2 separate regions of the Hordeum vulgare genome follow, and region 1 is linked to region 2. Evidence: chromatin contacts called from public Hi-C data. All regions are on one chromosome and are shown on one strand. Each heading gives the region's core, a stretch centred on a gene start, on an enhancer-like site or on the middle of the called end of the contact. The rest is flanking DNA. Distances are from core to core; before and after follow the strand shown. Region 1 has its middle 120 kb from the start of LOC123443340. Region 2 holds the start of LOC123443336 (C2 domain-containing protein At1g53590-like).

The links. Hi-C and Micro-C count contacts between places; a contact is called where the count stands out from the background.
Region 1: a contact with region 2 is called in a Hi-C map of leaf, with 5 times the contacts expected there. The contact joins the enhancer-like site here to the promoter of LOC123443336 in region 2. A contact is called at or near these places in 2 of 6 Hi-C or Micro-C datasets (both in leaf).

What each region holds. Positions count from the first base shown.
Region 1 is chr3H:154,908,213-154,912,532 of MorexV3_pseudomolecules_assembly, forward strand. No RefSeq gene overlaps it. Among protein-coding and RNA genes, the nearest start is that of LOC123443340, 120 kb to the right of the region's middle. Within about 2 kb of position 1,274, at least 3 of the 3 cell types and tissues checked have open chromatin away from gene starts, as enhancers often do. A contact at or near this core is called in leaf, where this site is marked.
Region 2 is chr3H:154,716,913-154,721,426 of MorexV3_pseudomolecules_assembly, forward strand. LOC123443336 (C2 domain-containing protein At1g53590-like) reads right to left here and starts at 1,263. Exons shown (of 12, transcript XM_045119671.1): 1 at 956-1,263. The coding sequence starts at 1,081.

The sequences.
Region 1 (4,320 bases), core at 24-2,523, 190 kb after region 2:
GAAGATGTCTAAAAGGTCACTGTTTAATGTTTGTGTGTAGGATTTTATACCCCACGTTGAAAGCGACACTCGTGAAAGAAAAAGATGGTGACCCGCTAATTACTGTCATTTTTTCTATATTTTATGTCTCTGCATTCTTCCGGAAATGGAGTCTAAAAAAATGTCCCTGAAGATGGAGAATAGACGTTTGGAGGCCGAGCTCCATGGTAGCCAATTTTTTTGAAAAATTTAAACTTTTCTGTTTTTTAAAAAAAATCTAAAATAAAATACGCAAGTAAGGAATGATGTTATGTGTATGTGTGTAAAATGTTAGGATGAAATACCTTAAAACATGATTTGCACAAAAAAACAAATTCATGGCCTGGAACGATGAATAATATCACGTGTTAAAAATCTTCAGATTTGTCTTTTTTGTACAACCCTTATTTCAACGTATTTTTTTCTAAAAATTTACACACATGTGTGTTACACCTTTACTTGTCTCTGTATTTTTTTCAAAACTTTTTAAAATATAAAATTTGAATTTTCATAAAATTTAAATTTTAAATTTAAAGACCTTCATGGAGGCGGAGCTCCAAAAGCAATTTGGGCTGCCACTATCTAATTTGGTGTGGACCAAAGAGTATCGAAAGTCCATTATCCACGCGGACCCGGCCGACGCGGATTGGATACCTACCAGTGCTGTGCCACCCCGGCCATCGTGGGATCAGCTGCCTTCCCTCCCGCGCCGACACTACGGCCTTGTTTTTTTTAAAAGTTTATGACTTTTTTAGTCCCAACTAAAAAGTATCTAGTCCCTATCCGTTTCTTTTCAATGACTAAACATGGACTAGAGATCATTAAATGACATGTAAAAAGACCATGTTACCCCTAGCAATATGCTAGAAGTTATTAAATGACATGTTAAAAGTAGGGGCACTGTTGAAAAATGTGTCAATAAAGTCCCAAAAAGTCCCTTCCATAGGGACTTCTTCCTTTAGTCCCAAATACCCTCTTTTAGTCCCTAAAAATCCCTCATGTTTCTTTAAATGAAACTAAAAGAGATTTTTTTTAATCCCTACATCAAAAAATCCATGAAAAGAAACACCCCTACGCTAGCTAGCTAGTACTCCAGCTGACCTGTTGGATCTAGATCTGACAGCAAGGGCCACGTTTAGCACAGTGCGTCTGTGTTAGCCATTAATCATTTTGTTTCTTCTGTATCCAAACAGGCCACGTCGCCAACGGCACGAGGCTTCAGTTCCTTTGGCTAAGAAAACAATCAGTGGTTCATGTGAGGCCCACGCGATCCCTTGGATCGATCAGCTACGAAGTGTCGTCTGCGGTGAGCTACAAGCCTACGACGGAAAAAGACGGAATACGACGGAAAGCTGGACTTGCGCGTGGCGTGCCGCAGGGAATCATCCATTCACGCGCAAAATTGTTGGATTCCCGTGGATGGCGCCGTCTGGCAGTACGTCGTTGCATGCTGAAAAAGGTCTACTGTTAACGGCATAGCTTTCTTTTTTGCTCTGCGAATGAGCTTTCCTTTTTCTCATCGCCAAACAATCCCACGGGGACAAGTGACATGTTGTTGGTAGTAGTTCTCAAGTCGTCCACTATGTCTTCCGTTCTTGGGTTATCTGGTTGTATCTCTCTGAATTATCTCATTATACACGGTTTACGTCTACTCACAGCATCTATGAGATCCCTCGTATCCGTCTTAAATGTCTCAGCAGGCTTTCCGGTCACTGACCGATTACGAAAGTCGACTCAATCGAGCACCTTAAACGGGCTTCAAACATCGGAGCTGACCGACATCCCTTATATTCAGCTTAAATATGGGACGATCGGACGCATTCGTCATGTCCGCCTGACGAGGGCCCCACGCGGACTCGTCCGGAAATTCAAAGGTCCGACGGACGTGTCCACCGTCGCCGCGGTATGAAAGTCGTGTGGCGCTACTCCGGCTCGCCGCCCGATGCCAAATCCGACTATTTAAGCCGCCCAACGTCCCCCAGCACTAGCACACCCACCTCCTTCCTCTCTCCGCCGTCATCTGAGCCCGTTCGCCTCCTCTCCCCCGCTCTCTTGCGCCGATATGGTCCGTCGTAGGATCACCATGTACGCGATGCTTACGCCGGAGCGCCGGATGCAGATCCAGGCGCGATGTGCCACCCGCATCGCCGCGGGTCTGCCTCCGGACTCGCGGGAGCGTGAGGAGGAGGAGTAGCTGTCTGAGCCAATGAAGGTGGTTGATGCGGAGGAGGACGAGGCGGACCTGCCTGCTCCGGGCTTGAACATGGCAAGCACGGAGTTCGTCATCACCCAAGCCGAGCAGATGGCGGAGTAGCAGGCCATCCCGGAGTCCATCCAGGATGAGGTCGAGGTGTCGATCAACCGTAGGCTCATCCGACAGAGGCAGGCAGAGGACGACGCGCTCTTCGACGAACTCGACATGGAAGTAGCGGTGGAGAAGGCTGGAGGGCGCGGAGCTGTGGCTGCCAGCCATGTATCCACTAGAGGGCATGAAGATCGTTGAAATCTTCGACGAGGAGTAATAGTTAGGTTTGTACATGGTAAGTAGTTTTTTCGTTTCCATGCTTTTATATGGATTAAGGAATCTAGTATAAAATACAGTTTTGTTTAGTTTACTCGTGCCCGGTCATCCGGACATTTGAGGGGTCATATTTACAAACTCCGACCGTAGATGCTCTGAGTGTATAGTACTATAATTCTCGGTTCGAATCCTCCAAGGTCGGTCACGGTAACTATTTACATAAGTTTTATCATGCCATGTGAATACACGTCGTTACAAAGGTTAGTGTAGCTCAAATGATTATAATCTTTGTGCTCGGACCACTACATCAAAGGGCTTGTTTGAAACTCCTCTCCTTCAAAAAAATAAGCTTACGCTCTAGAAAACGTAAGTCAAATGAGGTAGCTTCACGATATACCGCTTCACAAAAAACTAGAACGTGGGATACAACTCTTTGTTTTTGTGAAACTCTTTAGGAGGTGCTTTATAAAATTGTGGAAGTTGGAGTTGGAAGAAAATTATCAACCACTGCCACCAACAAATGGATAGCCCTTCGTTTCTCCCCTCTCAACCAATTAAATAGATCCTTTACACCAAAATTTTCTTTTGTAAAGTTGGAGCTAGATGAAAACCAAACATTCTCTTTTAATGAGTTGTAACTTTTGTATGAAACTGCTTCAAAGTGAGTTTCGTGAAGCGGAACTGATTTTGATGAAGTAGAGGAGTCTCAAAGAGGCCCAAAGTTTAAATTTTAGAATTGACACAATGTGCATGTATGTGTATATGAGCATCTATTTTTTGTAATGTGTCAAAAATACCATTTTCTACATAGTCCAAGTTTTAATGCACTAGGACACTTTCATTAGGATTAATGAGTCTAAGAGCATCTCTATGGCACCATCCTTCCCTTCGCCCCACCCCCACACATCACAATCGCCACCGATAACCGCCACCATCGTCGGAATGGTTAGCCAAGACACTTCTGCCACCTCGTCGACCATTGCCGCTCGCGCGTCGTCCCCGAAAACCTCCCACAGGTCTCCGCCCGCACCGAAAAAAGATTGGGTATGAACAATATTCTCCAACACACCAAACCGGCTGCCACCGACGGTACCAAGGCCGACAGGGTGGCCATTGCCTCTCACGACGGTGAGTCGGCTCCCGCTACTCCCGCCGACGGCAAGCGAGCTAAGAAACCGATGATCGCAACATCATCCCTCACCAAGGAGGCCGCGAGAAGAATGGCACTCTTACCCCTCGTCCCCGTCCGGTGGCATGTGTGGCATCTCCGGCCACCCTAACTGTCAATGCTCAAGGAAATGCCTAGTAGGTAAAAAAACGTTTTCCATTTCGGTCGATGCTTATTGCGGAGATTTGTTTGTGGCCTATGATGATGGAGTTTATTTATTGTTGTCGTAGCGTGAAGATGAGCGTGGTTGCATTGTTAGCGAATTTGTAGGCGTCTCATACGCGTGATCTCAATTATGATTCAGTGTGGGGTCATCAAGAGGATGAGGTGGCCAAGGAGGCGGTGGCCGAAAAGGAGGTGGACGAAGAAGATGAACTTTGAGGAGGTGATCCAATCAAGCAAGAATGTGTTAATGACAATAACTCACAACTATAAAAAAATTGAAGATGTTGCTATATACTATGCTTGAATGAACATCTTCACAGATACATCGGTTGAAACAGACCAATCCAAGGGACAAGTTTTAGAAGAGAATTGTGGAGTACTACAACAACTCCATGGAGGTGGAATCAAGCCGCACACAAGGGTCTCTTGGGCATCACTGGGGCACCAT
Region 2 (4,514 bases), core at 13-2,512:
TAGGGACAGTAGCTCACTATATCAAATTGTTGTAGTCAAAACATGGATAGGTGACAAATTATGCTCGGGAACTAATTTTTCTCAAAAGAAGACACAACCGTTGTGAATTACGAATTTATATGCTTATATTTCATTTAAGGCAACAAAACTTCCACCGTATCATGTAACATGTTTAATAAATTCTTCCCAGAGAACATGTTTAATAAAAAAATCCCGGAAATCTAATAGAGTATTCAACAAACTAAAAGTCAAATCCACATTTTCCCTGGAAGCATAGAACCATCAGGTTACAATTTATACAAAAAGACATCATATTGCATAAGCTGGGCTACAGCACGGCGTCCCCAATAAAATAAATGCCCAAGAAAACACATAAGAGTATATCTGTCGCCTGTTCCAAGTAACAGGTGCCAGAAATTTAGTCTTGTGTAGTCAGTTTCAGATTGTGTAGTCAAATATATGAATTTATACAATTTGTTCAACATTTCTACACCTATATGCTAGTTTCACCAAAAAACTGGGTAGTCAATTGATTACCCAGCTTGTACCACTGACATGTGGAGAAGTTATCAGTACTATGCCAAACCATAGCACCCTACAAACTCAATTTCACAAAGCATCAGAAACATCATAGCAGACCAAATATCATTCCAATAAAGAAAACCGAGTCAAACGGAGCGGCTATAACCCGCAAGCAAAGCCAGAATCGTGCACCGTGTGCCTTGTACGTCTCTGTCAGCAGCAGCTACGTCATCAAAAGTGGACGAATTGAAGGTGCCGCAGAAGTGGGGGGAAGAGCAGGAATCTGGGAGCCAAAGCGACGCGGTATAACGGTGCGGTGTAAACCCGGATGTGGCAGAGGCGAGCATGAAGTTCTAGCAACGAAGCCGTATCCGGTATCCCGGGAGGGGTGAGGCGGTGGGGCGGAGGAAAGCAGCAGCAGTAGCATACTTGCCATGTACAGGTAGAGGAAGGCGACGAGGAAGACGATGGAGTGGCAGAAGCCGAAGGAGGCTGCGGCCCACAGCGCGACCAGCACGAGGCCGATGTGGTGCACGATGGAGAGGTCGCCGGCGTCCATCCCTGCTCCGCCGCGCCGCGCCGGCGATCTTGTTTGCTGCCGCGAAAAGGAGTTGCAACTTGCAAGTGGCGGGTTTGTGAATCTGGGTGGAACGGACGAGGGGGGCCGCGGGGGGGAGGCGAGCGAGCGGGTGCGTGTCCCGGGAAAGGGATTTCGGAAAATGACGGGGTGGTGAGTGAGAGATTATTGTCATCCATGACCCCAGCCGACACGTAAGAAAGTGCCAAGTGGCGTGCTGGCATAGGAGCCCCGCACGCGCATCGGGGCTCCGGTCCGGTTCGGGTATGCTATGGCAACTCCAAGGCCGATCACCAAATCCCCTTATCCATTTACTCTCTTCGTTTCTAAATATAAATCTTTTTAAAAATTTCATTATAAGACTACATGTAAATGTATATATATATACATACTTTAGAGTGTAGATTCACTCATTTTGTTTCGTATGTAGTCCTCTAGTAAAAATTTAAAAAAAACTTATATTTAGAAGGAGGGAGTATACGGTCATCAAAATTGCCATCCGCCTCTACTTCTAATTTAGTCCTAAATGATCAGTTGATGAATAGCGATTTTTTTCGTCCTCTATTTTTACATGATTTTTTTCACCTCTCATCCCACCATCCCTCTCACCCAGGTCCGTCGGTTTATTTTTCTTTACATTCTTTATTATAAATTAAGACTTTTCTAACACTAGTTAATCACACATGACAATTGTAATTGGCTATACATGACAACTCCAATTAGTTCACACTAATGGCTGGGGCGCCACCTGATGGCGCCTCTTGAGGCGGGATTGTGCGCACTAATCAAGCTGTCATATTTGTTAACATGATTGTATGACATTAGGCTTAGTTTAGCGAGAAGACAGACATCCGAAATGATATGGCAATACAAATCTGTTAAGACGGCGCACATACATAAATGCATCTTGTTGTTGGGCTTATAAGCAAAGACAAGCACCATACATAATGATAGGCACATATGGACATAAAGGCAACCATTTTATAGCCTAGCTCGTTACAAATACCACAAGGGGGTTCAGAAGTACTTCCTCCGTTCCTAAATATAAGTCTTTAAAGAAGTTTCATTAGTGGACTACATACGGATGTATATAGACATACTTTCGAGTGTAGATTCACTCATTTTGCTCCGTATGTAGACTTCTAATGAAATATCTTAAAAGACTTATATTTAGAAACGGAGGGAGTAACTGATAGTACTGTACAACAATCTTTTGGTAGCTTCATTTGTACAACACAAAGCGCGTGAAAGAATAGATGCCCATGCCACATTTTAATTGAATATAATAATTGGGCATCTACATCTCTTACTCGTCCATGTGTACCGTCGAGCATTCGCTGCCACCACATTTTCAATGAAAGACACCACAAATGTTTGTCCCAGTTTCTTCCTTGATCGAAGAAACAAAAGAGTTGCAGGCTTGTACCGTCACACACAACTTGTGTATGGAAGACCACAAAACAATGTTAATATTCCAACGCACCATCACCTATCAGATCCATGGCTGGGTAACATCCACTAGTAGAAAACGGGTCTTTGGCCTGGACCCTTTAGTCCCGGCCTGCCTCTGGGCCGGGACTAAAGGCCCGGCCACGTCGCCCCAATTCTCATATCCTCCCTCGAGGCTTTAGTCCCGGCCCGTAAGGAGCCTTTAGTCCCGGTTCGTGTCCCAAGCCGGGACTAAAGGGCTACGCGATGGGCAGCCCGCATGTGCGCCACCTTTAGTCCCGGTTTGTGTCTCAAACCGGGACTAAAGTCCTCTGCCTATATATAGCACAGCCCCCTCTCCCCTCTTCGTTGCATTTTTCTTGGATGGAGGATTGTGGGTGGGTGCTTGCTCTCAACTTTTTTTGATGCACTAGAGGTGTTTGTTGAAATGTGTGTTAGAGCGATGCCGCTTCAGTTCACCGAACACAACTACGATATGAGATGCCCGAGCCACGCTTAAACCTCCTCCTCTTTATTTCTACTTATTCTAAAAGGTTAGCAACTATATTTCCTCGTTTAGACCGTGCGGTACTAATTTTTAGGATCGTGATTGTATTTGATATACTGTCGTATAACGCAGAGATGAGCCATCCATGGATGTACGGTGATCGACGCACAACCGCTTACAGAGAAGGTGTGCATTCTTTTCGAGATGCAGCTGATGCGAACAAGCATGGTGGTGGATATATGTTTTGTCCATGTGTTGAATATCGAAATGAGAAGGATTACACTTCCTCAAGAGTCATTCAGAGCCACCTGCTTCGGTCCGGTTTTATGTCGGGCTATAATGTTTGGACCAAGCATGGAGAAAGAGGGGTTATGATGGAAGGCGACGATGAAGAAGAAGAGAATGATGATGACAACTACCGATCTATGTTCCCTGAGTATGCTGATACCGCAATGGAAGACAATGAAGAAGAAGATCAGGATGAAGAACGGGAACCAGATGAGCCCGCTGATGATCTTGGCCGGGTCATTTCTGATGCACGACGAGGTTGCGACACAGAAAAGGAGAGGTTGCAGTTCGAGCAGATGTTACAGGACCACAACAAATTGTTGTACCCAACTTGTGAAGATGGCCAGAAGAAGCTGGGTAGCCCACTGGAATTGCTGAAGTGGAAGGCAGAGACCGGTGTGACTGACTCGTCATTCGAAAAGTTGCTGGTACTAATGAAGAAGATGCTTCCAAGAAAGAACGAATTGCCCGCCAGCACGTACGAAGCAAATAAGCTTGTCTGCCCTCTAGGATTAGACGTGCAGAAGATACATGCATGCCCTAATGACTGCATCCTCTACCGCGGTGAGAAGTACGAGAATATGGATAAATGCCCGGTATGCACTGCATTGCGGTATAAGATCAGAAAAGATGACCCTGGTGATATTGAGGGCGAGCCACCCAGGAAGAGGGTTCCTGCCAAGGTGATGTGGTATGCTCCTATAATACCACGGTTGAAACGTCTGTTCAGAAATAAAGATCATGCGAAGTTGTTGCGATGGCACATGGAAGATCGTATGAAAGACGATAAGTTGAGGCACACCACTGATGGTCGGCAGTGGAGAAAAATCGAGAGAGAGTTCCCGAGATTTGCAGCTGACGCAAGGAACTTATGGTTAGGTCTGAGTACAGATGGCATTAATCCTTTTGGGGAGCAGAGTTGCAGTCACAGCACCTGGCCCGTTACTCTATGTATCTACAACCTTCCTCCTTGGTTGTGCATGAAGCGGAAGTTCATTATGATGCCAGTGCTTATATAAGGTCCAAAGCAACCCGGCAACGATATTGATGTGTACCTAAGGCCATTAGTTGATGAACTTTTACAGCTGTGGGCCGAACCAGGTGTACGTGTGTGGGACGAGCACAAACAAGAGGAATTTGACCTTCGAGCGTTGCTTTTCTTAACCATCAATGATTGGCCTACTCTTAGTA